Regions from separate parts of the Mus musculus genome. Here region 2 is linked to region 1. A link is a contact called in public Hi-C data. All regions are on one chromosome and are shown on one strand. The core of a region is the stretch at or near the end of the contact, and the rest is flanking DNA. Distances in the headings are between cores, read along the strand shown.

Evidence for each region. A called contact is a pair of places that touch in the nucleus more often than the background predicts.
Region 2: a Hi-C map of uterus shows a contact between it and region 1, with 4 times the contacts expected there. The contact joins two enhancer-like sites. A contact is called at or near these places in 3 of 484 Hi-C or Micro-C datasets (all in uterus) and 1 of 115 datasets of contacts at active chromatin or transcription factors (embryonic basal ganglia).

The regions. Positions count from the first base shown.
Region 1 is chr11:19,354,154-19,360,069 of GRCm38.p6, reverse strand. It overlaps the pseudogene Gm12026. Among named protein-coding and RNA genes, the nearest start is that of Gm39601, 260 kb to the left of the region's middle. Within about 2 kb of position 3,784, at least 7 of the 459 cell types and tissues checked have an H3K27ac peak or open chromatin away from gene starts, as enhancers often do. A contact at or near this core is called in uterus, where this site is marked.
Region 2 is chr11:19,669,470-19,675,841 of GRCm38.p6, reverse strand. No RefSeq gene overlaps it. Among named protein-coding and RNA genes, the nearest start is that of Gm39601, 54 kb to the right of the region's middle. Within about 2 kb of position 4,546, at least 13 of the 459 cell types and tissues checked have an H3K27ac peak or open chromatin away from gene starts, as enhancers often do. A contact at or near this core is called in uterus, where this site is marked.

The DNA.
Region 1 (5,916 bases), core at 2,535-5,034:
ACAAAGGATAAACAGGCTGAGAAAGAAATTAAGGAAACAACACCCTTCACAATAGTCACAAATAATATAAAATACCTAGGTGTGAATCTAACTAAGGAAGTGAACAATCTGCATGATAAGAACTTCAAGTTTCTGAAGAAAGAAATTGAAGAGGATCTTAGAAGATAGAATTATGTCCCATGCTCATGGATCGGCAGGATTAATATAGTCAAAATGGCTATCCTCCTGAAAGGAATCTACAGATTCAATGCAATCCACATCAAAATTCCAACTAAATTCTTCACCTACTTAGAAAGGGCAATTTATACAATGGAGTACTACTCAGCTATTAAAAACAATGAATTTATGAAATTCTTAGGCAAATGGATGGATCTGGAGGATATCATACTGAGTGAGGTAACCCAATCACAAAGGAACTCACTTGATATGCACGCACTGATAAGTAAGTGGACTTTAGCCCAGAAACTTAGAATACCCAACATACAATTTGCAAAACACAAGAAAATCAAGAAGAAGAAAGACCAAAGTTTGGATACTTTATTCCTCCTTAGAATAGGGAACAAAATACCTATGGAAGAAGTTACAGAGACAGTGTTTGGAACTAAGACGAAAGGATGGATCATCCAGAGACTACCCCACCCGGGGATCCATCCTGAAATCAGCCAACAAAACCAGACACTATTGCACATGCCAGCAAGATTTCGCTTAAAGGACCCTGACATAGCTGTCTCTTGTGAGGATATGCCAGCGCCTAGCAAATACAGAAGTAGATGGTCATAGTCATCTCTTGGATGGAACAGAGGGCCCCCAATGGAGGAACTAGAGAAAGTACCCAAGGAGCTGAAGGGGTCTGCAACCCTATAGGTGGAACAACAATACGAACTAACCAGTACCTCCAGAGCTCGTGTCTTTAGCTGCATATGTAGAAGAAGATGGCCTAGTCAGCCATCATTGGGAAAAGAGGCCCCTTGGTTCCCAGTACAGGGGAACGCCAGGGCCAAGAAGTGGGAGTGGGTAGGTAGGGGAACAGGGCAGGATGGGTGTACAGGGAACTTTCAGGATAGTATTTGAAATGTAAATAAAGAAAATATCTAATTTAAAAAAAAGAAAGGGAGTTGGGTAGATAGAAAGAGGAAGTCTTAGATAGGGATGTGTATTAAACAAGGAATATGATTTTCCTATCAATGTCTTTGAGAAGGGATTCTATGCACTCTGGTCTCAATGATGGTATTGTTGGTTTTGAAGAGTCCTCCACAAGTTCATGTGTTGACGTGTTTGCCAGTTTCAGCTAGTAGCTATTTTGAGATATTGTAGATCTTTAGGAACACGTGGTGGCCAGGGTAGCTGAAGTGAGTTTCTTTACTTTTGATTCCTGGTAGAATGCTTGGTCAAAATGTGGACAAGCTATCAAACAGACCTGGCCTGCTCCTGTTACTATACCTTCCCTAGCATCATAGACTGATAGCCCCAGAAGGTATGAGTCAAAAAACCCTTTCTCCCTTAAGTTGCTTGTGTAAGGTATTTGATTACACTGATAAGAGAAGCTGATACAAGTGAATATTCCCCAATTTCTTGTGCTAGAAATGTAATCCCCAAATTCACTTGATAATGGTATTAGGATATAGGATCTTTAAGAAGAAAATTAGGTCCTAAAGAGCTCTCCCCTTGTGGATGGATTAAGTTGGAGATTGATGGATAATGGAAGGAGTGAGCTCTCTGACACACTAGCTGTGTCTTCTAATTGATGTTTTCTGTCATGTTCTGATGAGTTGGAGAAGTTACTTGCCATGCTAAGCAGTGTGTCAACATAGCTTCCAGAATATTAAAATGAACACAATCCCATTCTTCATAGATCCTCCAGTCTGTACTCATCTACAACAATAGGGAATGGATTAAGAATGGATCCATTAGGATACGCTGGCCTTACTTTCCTGGTAAGTGTAGCTTTATTCAGGGTAGAAGCTAGGTCTTACATTCTTCTGTATTTTTCTTTTTAAAATGTTATTCTTTTATTTTTTGAGCTTGTAGAGGAATTACATCATTTCTCCCTTCCCTTTCCTCCCATATACCCCTTCTTGCTTTCTTTTCAATTCATTGCCTCTTTTGTTTTCATTGTTGTTATATGCATATAGTATGTCCTATCTTGGGGAAGATTATTTCTCCCAATCTCAACCTTGCTTAGTTGCTTTGTGAGCTCCTCACTCCCCAGTCCACTCTGGTATGCTTGTTGTTGGCTTTGTTCAGCTCCAGCTTAGGTCATGTTAGTGAGACTCTATGGGCTTAGCTTCTGATAGGACTAGAGGACACAACCTCACAGCAAACTTCATGGTCTTCCTGTTATAGCCTTTCTGCCCCCTCTTCCACAATGTTCCCTGAGTCATAGGTTCAGGACTTGTTTTCTAGATGTATCCATTCAGACTTGGCCGCACACAGCTCTGCATTTTGATTAGTTGTGGTTTTCTGTAATGGGGTCCTTCTGTTACAAAAAGATATTTTCTTGGTGAGGAATGAGAACTATATTTCTCTGTGGGTATAAGGACAAATACTTAGAATATGGTTAGAGATTATGCTGGTTTGGAAAGTGGTGGGCTATAGATCCTACAGATCCTGAATTTTAATTTAAATACAAAACGTAATCATTTGACAAATATTTATTGATTGACAACAATATGGCAGACACTGAGTTTACAAAGGAGAATAATATTACTTCAGTCACTAAGGAAAGCTTACATCTTAGGAACTTAGTAGTGGTCTATACTTTGATCATATGGCAAAGAACAGGGAGTTCGGTATTATACTGATGAAATGTTTGCTAAGTGAGTGAAATATATGTTTGCAAACTGTAGCAGATAATAGCCATGTTACATGAAGGATGGCTATGGCAGAAACAATTATTTTCATGTGGAAGACATGCTTATATCTCACTCACTAGGGAACTCAAAACGACCCTATCATTTTAAGCTTAGGATGTCGTGGTAGTTACTGTGATTGACTTGAAAGGATTAAGTACCCAGGAGGAAAATCTCAGAGTTTCTGTGAGTGTGTTTCTAGAGAGCTTTATCTGACCATGGAGTTCACCTTGGCTGTGGATGGTACCGTGCCATAGGCTGGGGTTCCAGCCTAAGTCCCACTGAGAAAGTGAATGGAGTGTCAGTGTTTATCTCTCCTTCTTATTACTGATGATGCATGTGACCAGCTGCCTCATGCTTCTGCCACATCTCTGCCAAACAGCTAGCGAGTTTTACTGCCACGTTTTCCATGCCACAATGCAGTATACTCTTACACTGTGACCCCAAACAGAAGCTTTCTTCTTTAAGCAGCTTTTAAATCGGTATTTTGCCACAGTAATGAGAAAGTGTCTAATACAACAATTACAGTTGTGCCCAGGAGTGGTGCTGCTCCTGCTAAACCTGACCATGTGTTTCTAGGATTCTGGAATCTGTTTGAAGGAGGAACGGAGATAGTTTTGGAGCCGCAGGCTAGTGAAGATCTAGAATGTGGTGAGTACAGTCTAATGGGCTGTCCTAGTAAAACCTAAGAGGACTAGAGACTGAAAAACAGTATGGACAGTGGAGGCTGGTTCATGAGAGGGGAACGAGGACTCTGAGGAAGAGCATCAGAAATTCATCCTAGCAAAGAATCTAGTTACGTTTTTCTGCACATATACTGAAAATTTAAGGGAGGCTGAGTTCAAAGGTCATGGGCTAATTTGTTTGACAGAGGGATTTCCTCCACAGCTAAGCATTCAGATTGTGTCATGGCTATGACTCACCACTTTTATGCAGGTTTATGGGGAGAGAGTACAGACAATAAACAGAGGGACATGACAACACATGGGGCTTGCTGAGAAAAGATGCAGAAGTGAATTTAAAGTTTCTGACAGTGGATGCAGCCAAGATGGCTCAGTGCTCAGAGCACTTGCCACACAAGTGTGAGGGTCTGAGTGTGGATCCTCGGGACTCACTCAGTGCAGGGTGTGGTGGTGCATGTCTGTGACCCCATGGAAGATGAGAGGTGGGGACAGAAGAAGATCCAGAAGCTCAGAGAGCATGGCTTGTGCGGTAGCAAAAGAGAAAGCTCAGAGGTCAGATAGCATGGCTTGTGCCGCAGCAAAAGAGACTCTGTCTTGAACAAGAAAGAAAGTGAGGGTTGCTAGCTGAGGTTGACCTGACACTCAGACACACACAGACACACAGACACAGACACACACACACACACACACACACACACACACACACACAGAGTACATACTACACTTTCCTACACAAACATACATAGTACATACATACATACATACATAGTACACACATATACAAAGAGAAGCAGAAAAAGTTGCTGACAAGAGAAAGCAGCTGAGTTTGTCAAAGACACTGGTGTAATTTAAGAAGTAATCTTGCAGTGGGATAGTAGGAAAGTTTCCTGGAGAATAAGACCCCACACATAAAAAACTCTAGATTATCAAAATACAATGTATTTGAAGGGAGAGAGACTCCTCCAGACTGCCACTGGAAGACTCCCTGTTGTAAAACAACTGTAGAAAGAAATGTTGCTCTGGATTTGTCTACCAAAGTTTACATAAGCATAATAAATATTGTAGATGGGAACTGACTACATCTCAAGCTGGCAACATAATTTGGCAGTGACATCAATTGTTTGCAGGCATGCTAAATACAGGAGTTGGGGGATGGTTGTGGAAGCTTACATAAAGTTTCTAGACAGCCATTGAGGCCAAGCAATGTAGCAGGGTTGGAGTCACTGAAAGGAGACCCTGCGGAGGAAATCCTGAAGTTGAAATGAAGACCTCAGGATGTTGGAGATGCCAGGACTAAGGGAGGTTGACAGAACAAAGTTTGGTTGTGGAGTAGAGCCAGCTCAAGAGAGAACCGTTGTGCTATAGGAAGCAGAGCTGAATGGGCGGGGATTCCTAAACCCTTTGGAGCCCAGTTGTTTCCATCACAAGCCCCAAATGCCCAATGAGGTGCTTCAGGGTGTGCTGTGTTCTGTACTGGGTCTTGTTTCGCTCTGGTTCAATCATTCTCTGCTTTAGTCTTGCTTTTGTTAGTCTTGCTTCAATCTTTCCTTGTATAGTGTGTTTTTCTTCTGATTCCCATAACCTTGCCTTTTGAAATGAGAATGTTTATTCTGTGTTGTCGAAGATTGGAAAAAGAAACTCGTCGATTTGATTTTACAGAAGCTCACTGTAGGAGATATCCAAAGCTCTGCAGAGGTTCTGAGCTTTGGCTTTGCTTTGGAATGCTGAGACTTTGGTGACATTTAGAGATGGACTAAATGCCTTTTCATTATGAAATGCTCCGCGCTTTAGAAACTATGGTTGGAAGGTTGTGATTTAAAAGTGATTTGTTTGAGTGTCAGTTTGGAAAGGGGTGGGCTTGTGATGGTTGCTGTTGGTCATCAACCTGACAGGACTTAGAGGAACCTACAAGGCAATTTTCTGGGCGTGTGTATGAGGGTATTTCCAGAGAGATTTAACTGAATTTGGAAAACCCATCCTGAATGTGGCTAGCACCACCTCATTTGGGGTTCCAGACTAAATACAAAAAAGTAAGTGGAGAACACACACCTGTCTCCCACTCTGCATCCTAATTGCAAACACGATCTGACCAGTTGCCTAGAGTTTCTCTCACCACCACGTCTCTCCTGCCACACACTTTCAAACTGTGAGCCAAAATAAATCCTTTCTCCCTTAAAAACACTTTTGTTGGGCGTGTCGTCATAGCAACAAGAAAAGAAACCAATGTAAAGGAGCTTGCTGGTGCTTAATTGACACGCCCCCCCCCCCCTACTCATCTTTCCAACTTAAAACTCCAAGTATGAGTCGTCGGCTCAGTTTAATCTTATCACAGCAGAAGTCGGCTTTGCTTTTTCCTCACCAGCACCTTCCTTCAGAACACAGTA
Region 2 (6,372 bases), core at 3,297-5,796, 320 kb before region 1:
GTTTCAGTCTAAAATAAAAAATGTTGAAATATATCCAGGGATGCTGGGGGTGGTGGAAATGGTGCCTTACTGGAAATTTTCTTCCTCTGAAGGCTCTGTTTTGCAGTTAATCTCTATTGTGATTCTAGAGAGAGAAAACGTCTTTTCTTAAAGTGCATGAGGCTGTACTTTGTGGACGTTGAAGTATACTGATTCTAGGGAGCAGTTCCTAAGCAGAAACAGCCTAAAAATCTCTCAAGAAATGTGCTTGCAGCCGGGCAGTGATGGCGCACGCCTTTAACCCCAGCATTTGGAGGCAGAGGCAGGCCGATTTCTGAGTTCCAGGCCAGTGTGGTCTACAGAGTGAGTTCCAGGACAGCCAGGGCTACACAGAGAAACCCTGTCTCCAAAAACAGAAAACCAAAAACAAACAAACAAACAAACAAACAAAAAGAAATGTGCTTGCAACAGAGATTACTATCCTGGCTATTTTCTGTACCCCAAATTTTGATATGGTGGGAGCAACTTGGGGCCCACCTGTATTTAATGACCGTCCTGGTGATTCTGGTGTGTGTCTGGAGTTATGCTTTGGATTGTTTATAGGAATAAGCCCGTACACCACATATCAGTCTAATCCTTGATGGGAAGAACACCCTGCGAATTTATTTGTTTTCTGATTTGACACGTGAGCAGACAGTACACAAAGCCATGGATCATCAAGTTCGAGAATGTAGACTCTTGCTATTAGACAGCCTGGGTTTGAACTCTCATCCTGTGTTTGAGGGCAGTCATGCAACTCCTTCAAGCCTCAGTTTTGTCAGCAGTAAAGCTGCACCAGCAATTAAATGAAATACTTGTAAAGATGAAATGAGACGATTTATTTAAAATGTGTGATATAGAACCGGCACAGGGTTCACACACAATAAAGTTGGGCTATTCCTGATATTTATTTGAAAGAACAGACAAAAGAATTTATGATGAATGAGATTTACACTTTTGTGTCAAAACCTTATTCTTAGATAAGTATCAGCGAGAACTTTGCAAAGCAGAGTCCAGATTGGTCAGCACAGAGTTCCCTTGCTGTGCTCATGATTGTATTAAAGCAGTTGGTGGAGGCTCTGCCTGCTCACTTCCCTGTGTAAGCCTCTTTGGAGCCTTCTACAGAGACAGATTCCACTCAGAAATGAGTCCAGAGAATCTGCTGTCATTCCCCAAGGAGGATCCAAGCTTTCTTTTGATGTGATTGTCATTTAATTGAGAAATCAGATAAACTAATCTTGGGGCAGGGTGATGCATCTGACAGTCATGGTTTGGAGATTTTGGCTGGCGAGATCTCAGGCTCATGAGGAGGGGAAAGAGGATTTGGGGGAGATGATGGTGACTCCTCTGAACACTGCCTTTGTGGCTTTATTGAGGTGTCCAAGCACTCTGAAGGGTCTGTGAATTTCACTAAAGGCAAAGCTTGAAACTGGCCTTGGTGCGTGTGTGTGTGTGTACATTCACATGCATATATATTTGTGTGCATGTGGGAGTATGTGTATGTGTGAGTATGTGCACACATGTTCATGAGTATGTGTGTATATGCATGCATGTATATGTGTGTGTACGTGCATGTGTGTGTACCGTGTACTGCGTTGCTACTACTAAAGCCGAGTTTTGTTCTTTGAGGAATGCAAAAATCACACAGTGTGGTATGTTGCCGAGTGGGTCAAAGTATACAGTTGAATATGTTAAATACACTTGAGGATGTATTGGAGAATACTGTAGTGTTTTGCACAGATGGGACCTTCTTTTACCATATTGATTGAAATAAAGTATTAGCAGAATTGTGAGAGATGACGAGACAGACAGCTCCTTCTGTCTTCCACTATGATCTCCTGTGATGACCTTTGAACGGTCACACTGGAGTCAGCTGTAGAGCCTTGCAGCCCCATGGAGTTCTGATTAAATGGGTCAGACATTTCATCTTGACTCTGACAGTTAGAAAAGCTCCTTAGGTTGATTAAAACTCCAGTGCACCCTGACGACATCTTTAGAGGTGCCTTTCCACGTGCAGGACCCATTTTGGCTTTTTCTGTGTGTTCCCGAATCCACCGAACCACCCCTCAGCTTCTTCCATGTAAGTCATGGATTTTCAAAAATATAGGGAACTTAGAATCCCCCTGGGACAGGGTGCAGATATTTAGCCATGTCTCTAGACCCTTGTGATTACTACAGTGACAGGGTATGGTCCTAGCGGTTAATGAGTAGAGGCCAGCCATGTCACTAAACGTCCTGTTATGTACAGGGCAGGCCCACAAGGAAATGATCTGCCTTGAATATCAATACAGCCAAGCTTGAGGAGACCTGCCTTAGCTTAATCTCTCTCAGTTTACAAATGGGAAAATGGAGTCTGGCGGTGATGGTTTGATATGTGCAAGGATTCATGTGCAATTATTGGCAGAATAAAGTCCCTAACAGCATAGTGCTGTGGTAGAAGCCCCCACTTACTCTCTAACCTTTCCCCTTTCAACCTGCTGCCCTGGAATATTTGTATTCATCTTGCCTCCTTCCTCCTCAACAGTCCCCAAGCTTTCAGTGGCCATGATTTGTTTCCCACAGTTTAGCATTTCAAATTTGCTTTTAGAAGAGCCTGCCTATTTAAGATGAATTGTGTGGGTTCAACCTGCCTCGCTTTCCTCTGCTGGGGAATGGCATTCTTGCAATTTGACACCAGCAATGGGTAGGTTTTTTTTACTGGTCAGCACCTCTGATTGGAAGTTATATAAATCTTTGATTAATTTTAAAAAATGGGCAAATGAGGTAATTGTTACTTCATAAATCTGGCTTAATGAAGAAAATGTTTCTAATTTAGGCACTCACAAAATGAAATGTTAAAAGAGCGGCTTGTGATGAAGAGCGTGGCAGTCTCCTGCCTCCCCTAGTGATGGGATGTGTACTGCTGGGGACTGCCTCTTGCTCCCAGAGCTGCTGGGCCAGGGTTAGGCAGGCAACAAAGGCTTTGGACTCCTTCCCCTTTCTTTATACTCTCCAGAGAGATAAACTAACTGGTCATTACTGGAAGGCAGTGTTTAGGAAAATTCATATCCCAAATATGTATTTAAAAAAACTTTCTATTTCTCTTAAAATTTATTATTATTATTTTTTGAAACAGGGTCTCACTATGTAGCCCAGGCTAGCCTATAACTTACTATGTAGACTAGTGGTTCTCAACCTTCCTAATGTTGCAACCTTTTAATACAGTTCCTCATGTTGTGGTGACCCCTAACCATAAAATTACTTTTATTGCTACTTCATAACTGTAATTTTGTTGTTGTTATGAATTGTAATGTAAATATCCAATATGCAGGATATCTGATATGTGACTTCCAAAGGAGTCCGGACCCACAGGTTGAGAACAATTGATATAGACCCATTTGGCCTCAAACTCAGAGGTTCATCTGTCTCTGCCTCCTAACTGCTAATTAAAGGTGTGTGCAATCATGTCCAGCACAACTCTTTATTCTTTGGTTGTGAGTCTTAGCCTTTAACAATGTGTGTGTGTGTGTGTTTGTGTGTATGTGTGTGTGTGTGAGAGAGAGAGAGATATTTCCAGCCATTATCTTTTTATTCTCTCTCTATTTTTTATTTTTTTGTGTGTCTGTGAACATACTGTTGTGAATAATGAAGTCATCGAGTTAAATAATGTAACTTTATTCTCAACATTTAGCTCATCAGAATCTCTAACATAATGTGAGACACAGTTATTCCTGGTTCTAATTTGAATGGCCTGGGTGGAGTCTAGGAGGGCTAGTGCTTCCTGGCTCGCCTGGTGTGTCTTTGGTGCAGCTTGAATTAAGAATTCATCAGCAGACAACAGCATTCAAATGCCTGCAGAACTTCACTATGCACTGGTTCTTGTGTCTACCATGGAGTTTTGGATTTAATTTACCTAGAGCTCAGCAGCCTTAGCTTTGGGCGAAGGCAGGGGTAAGTGGGGGCGTGGCTCTGAGGAGCTATTAGGAGCCATGCGCCTATATTGTGATATTCACCTGCCTCTACGTCAATAACTTTAGAGTTTATCGGGCAGAGTTACTCTAAATTGCGAGAACACCGATTCTAGTGACAGAAGGAAAAACCCCCTTCAGGGTGCAGGGACAGTAATGTTACAAGATTAGTAATTATAAAGAAAAGCGATGTTTTTCATTGTTGACAAAGGATGAGACCAGCAAGGGGATAGTACTTATTGTGACAGCCTTGTCTTCCCAAGTGACAGAAGATTCGTGAACAGTAGGGAGCTGCCTTTTTGGGGTACAAACAATCCAGTGTAATTGGCACCAACGCTGACAGCCCTGTAGGTTTCCAATTTTACTTTAAAAGGCTGAACCTTTGCCAAGATCTAAGGTCTTCCTCCGATTGGGAGAGCTGAGCTCCCCAGGGTAACCGTTGTGAGGAGCCTGATGCTAGGTCTATAGAGGTCTCCCCCTAGAAGAGGCATCGGGGAAACAGCCCCTGGGCCTGGAATGTTCAGTCTCAGCCACAGTTGGCTTTCTGCTTCTCCACAGAAGCCACTTGGGAGCAGTGTGGCTTTGCTTGTGAGGAAGGCCGCACAGGGAGCCTTCCCGGAACCCACGGCACAGCCGGGGAACCTGGAGTCCCCTGTGATGACAAGTGAAATATTTCACAGAATATAAATCTTTCATCTTGCAAATGTTCCTTTGGTGAGAAATCAGACAGTGGGTAAGGAGTGGGCAGAGTCCTTCCCGGTGAATAAAACGAAAAGGGACGCTTCCTGCCTTTGTTCTGTGACTTGTTAGTGCCAAGTTGTGCTAAAGGAGATTTTTCTGCTTGAGATGGGTTCATTGCCCACAACAGACCCTTTAGCTCACTGACACTATGCATGTGTGGAGCTGGAGCGGAGAGGGGGGAGAGGAGAGAGAGAGAGAGAGAGAGAGAGAGAGAGAGAGAGAGAGAGAGAGAGAGAGAGAGAGAGAGAGAGAGCGCCAGCGAGCCCAGGCCTTCTGGTAAAGGTTAAACAGGAGCATGTGACTTGTATCCTCTCAGTCTTGCTTTCACAAGCACTTAAATAGAGTTGATCTGGGTCTTTGACTTAGGTCCTTAACTATTTATGCAGCTTGCCTCCCAGAAGTCCCATCTAAAGCATCGCTTTATAAAGTTATCATGAGATATCTGTGAGAGGTTATTAGTACTGTGTCCACATTTCTGGGCTCTCGCTGGTTTGTAAGGTCTTTGGGGGTCATTAGAAAGGGAAGAAGAAAGGGAACAGGAAGCTGGGGATGGAAGTCTGGGATGATGGGGCAGGGGTGCAGGGAAGAGGGGCGAGAGAGGATCAGAAGGATCTCCCCCAAACTGTCCTGGCGAGAGGAAGCTGGGTTAAAGAATGGATGCGATCAGCAGAGAAGGTGTCTAGGTTCCTATGAGCTGATGCTCATGGGTAGCTTGGACCCAGCATACAAGCCTACTAGTCATTCTTGCTCTTTGAGTCTCTGAGGAGCAGACATCTGACTAATAAAGATTAGAAGTCAGCTAGTACCAGGCCAACAAGGAAGTGCTTCACTGTAGAGAAAATATACAGGGATACCATGAATGTTTGGGGACTTCACACAGAAAATGAAAGGGGAGTGGATCCCGGGCATCTACAAATGATCTATCTATGACAGAGAAAGTCCTTCAGGTGAGCAGCCCCGAGTAGGGTTGGAGCAGTGACCATGCTCATTGCTTGGTGGGATTTTTGGATTTTTTCTACTGAGGGTTGATATCTGGGAGAGTAAAATCTCTAGATTTGATTGTGCCAGTCATCTGACTGTGAAACCTGAAGGTTACAGACTTCTGCTCCTCAGCAAGGTGTGGGAGAGATGAAAAGCTCTTTCTCTGTTTCTTCCTCCTTGTTTTACACACTGATGCTGCATTTTCCCGTGGAATTCCCACCCACAGGACTACAGTTGCTTTTCCATTGCTGGGAGGGGACACCATGACCAAGGCAATTTAGAAAAGAAGGCGTTTAATTGGGGGTTTGCTTGCTGTTTCAGAGGGTGAGTCTAAGATCATCATGGTGGGGAACATGGCAGTAGGCAGGGCATGGGAGCAATTGAGAGCTGACATTTCATTGTACAAGCAGGAGAGTGGAGAGAGGGGGAAGGAGGCAGGGGTGGGAAGAGGAAGGAACAGAGAGAGGGAGAGGGAGAGGAAGTGAAAACTTGGCCTGCTACAGGTTTTTGAAATCTCAAAGGCCACCTCTAGATACATCTTCTTTCTTCTTCTTCTTCTTCTTCTTCTTCTTCTTCTTCTTCTTCTTCTTCTTCTTCTTCTTCTTCTTCTTCTTCTTCTTCTTCTTCTCCTCCTCCTCTTCTTCTTCTTCTTCTTCTTCTTCTTCTTCTTCTTCTTCTCTTCTTC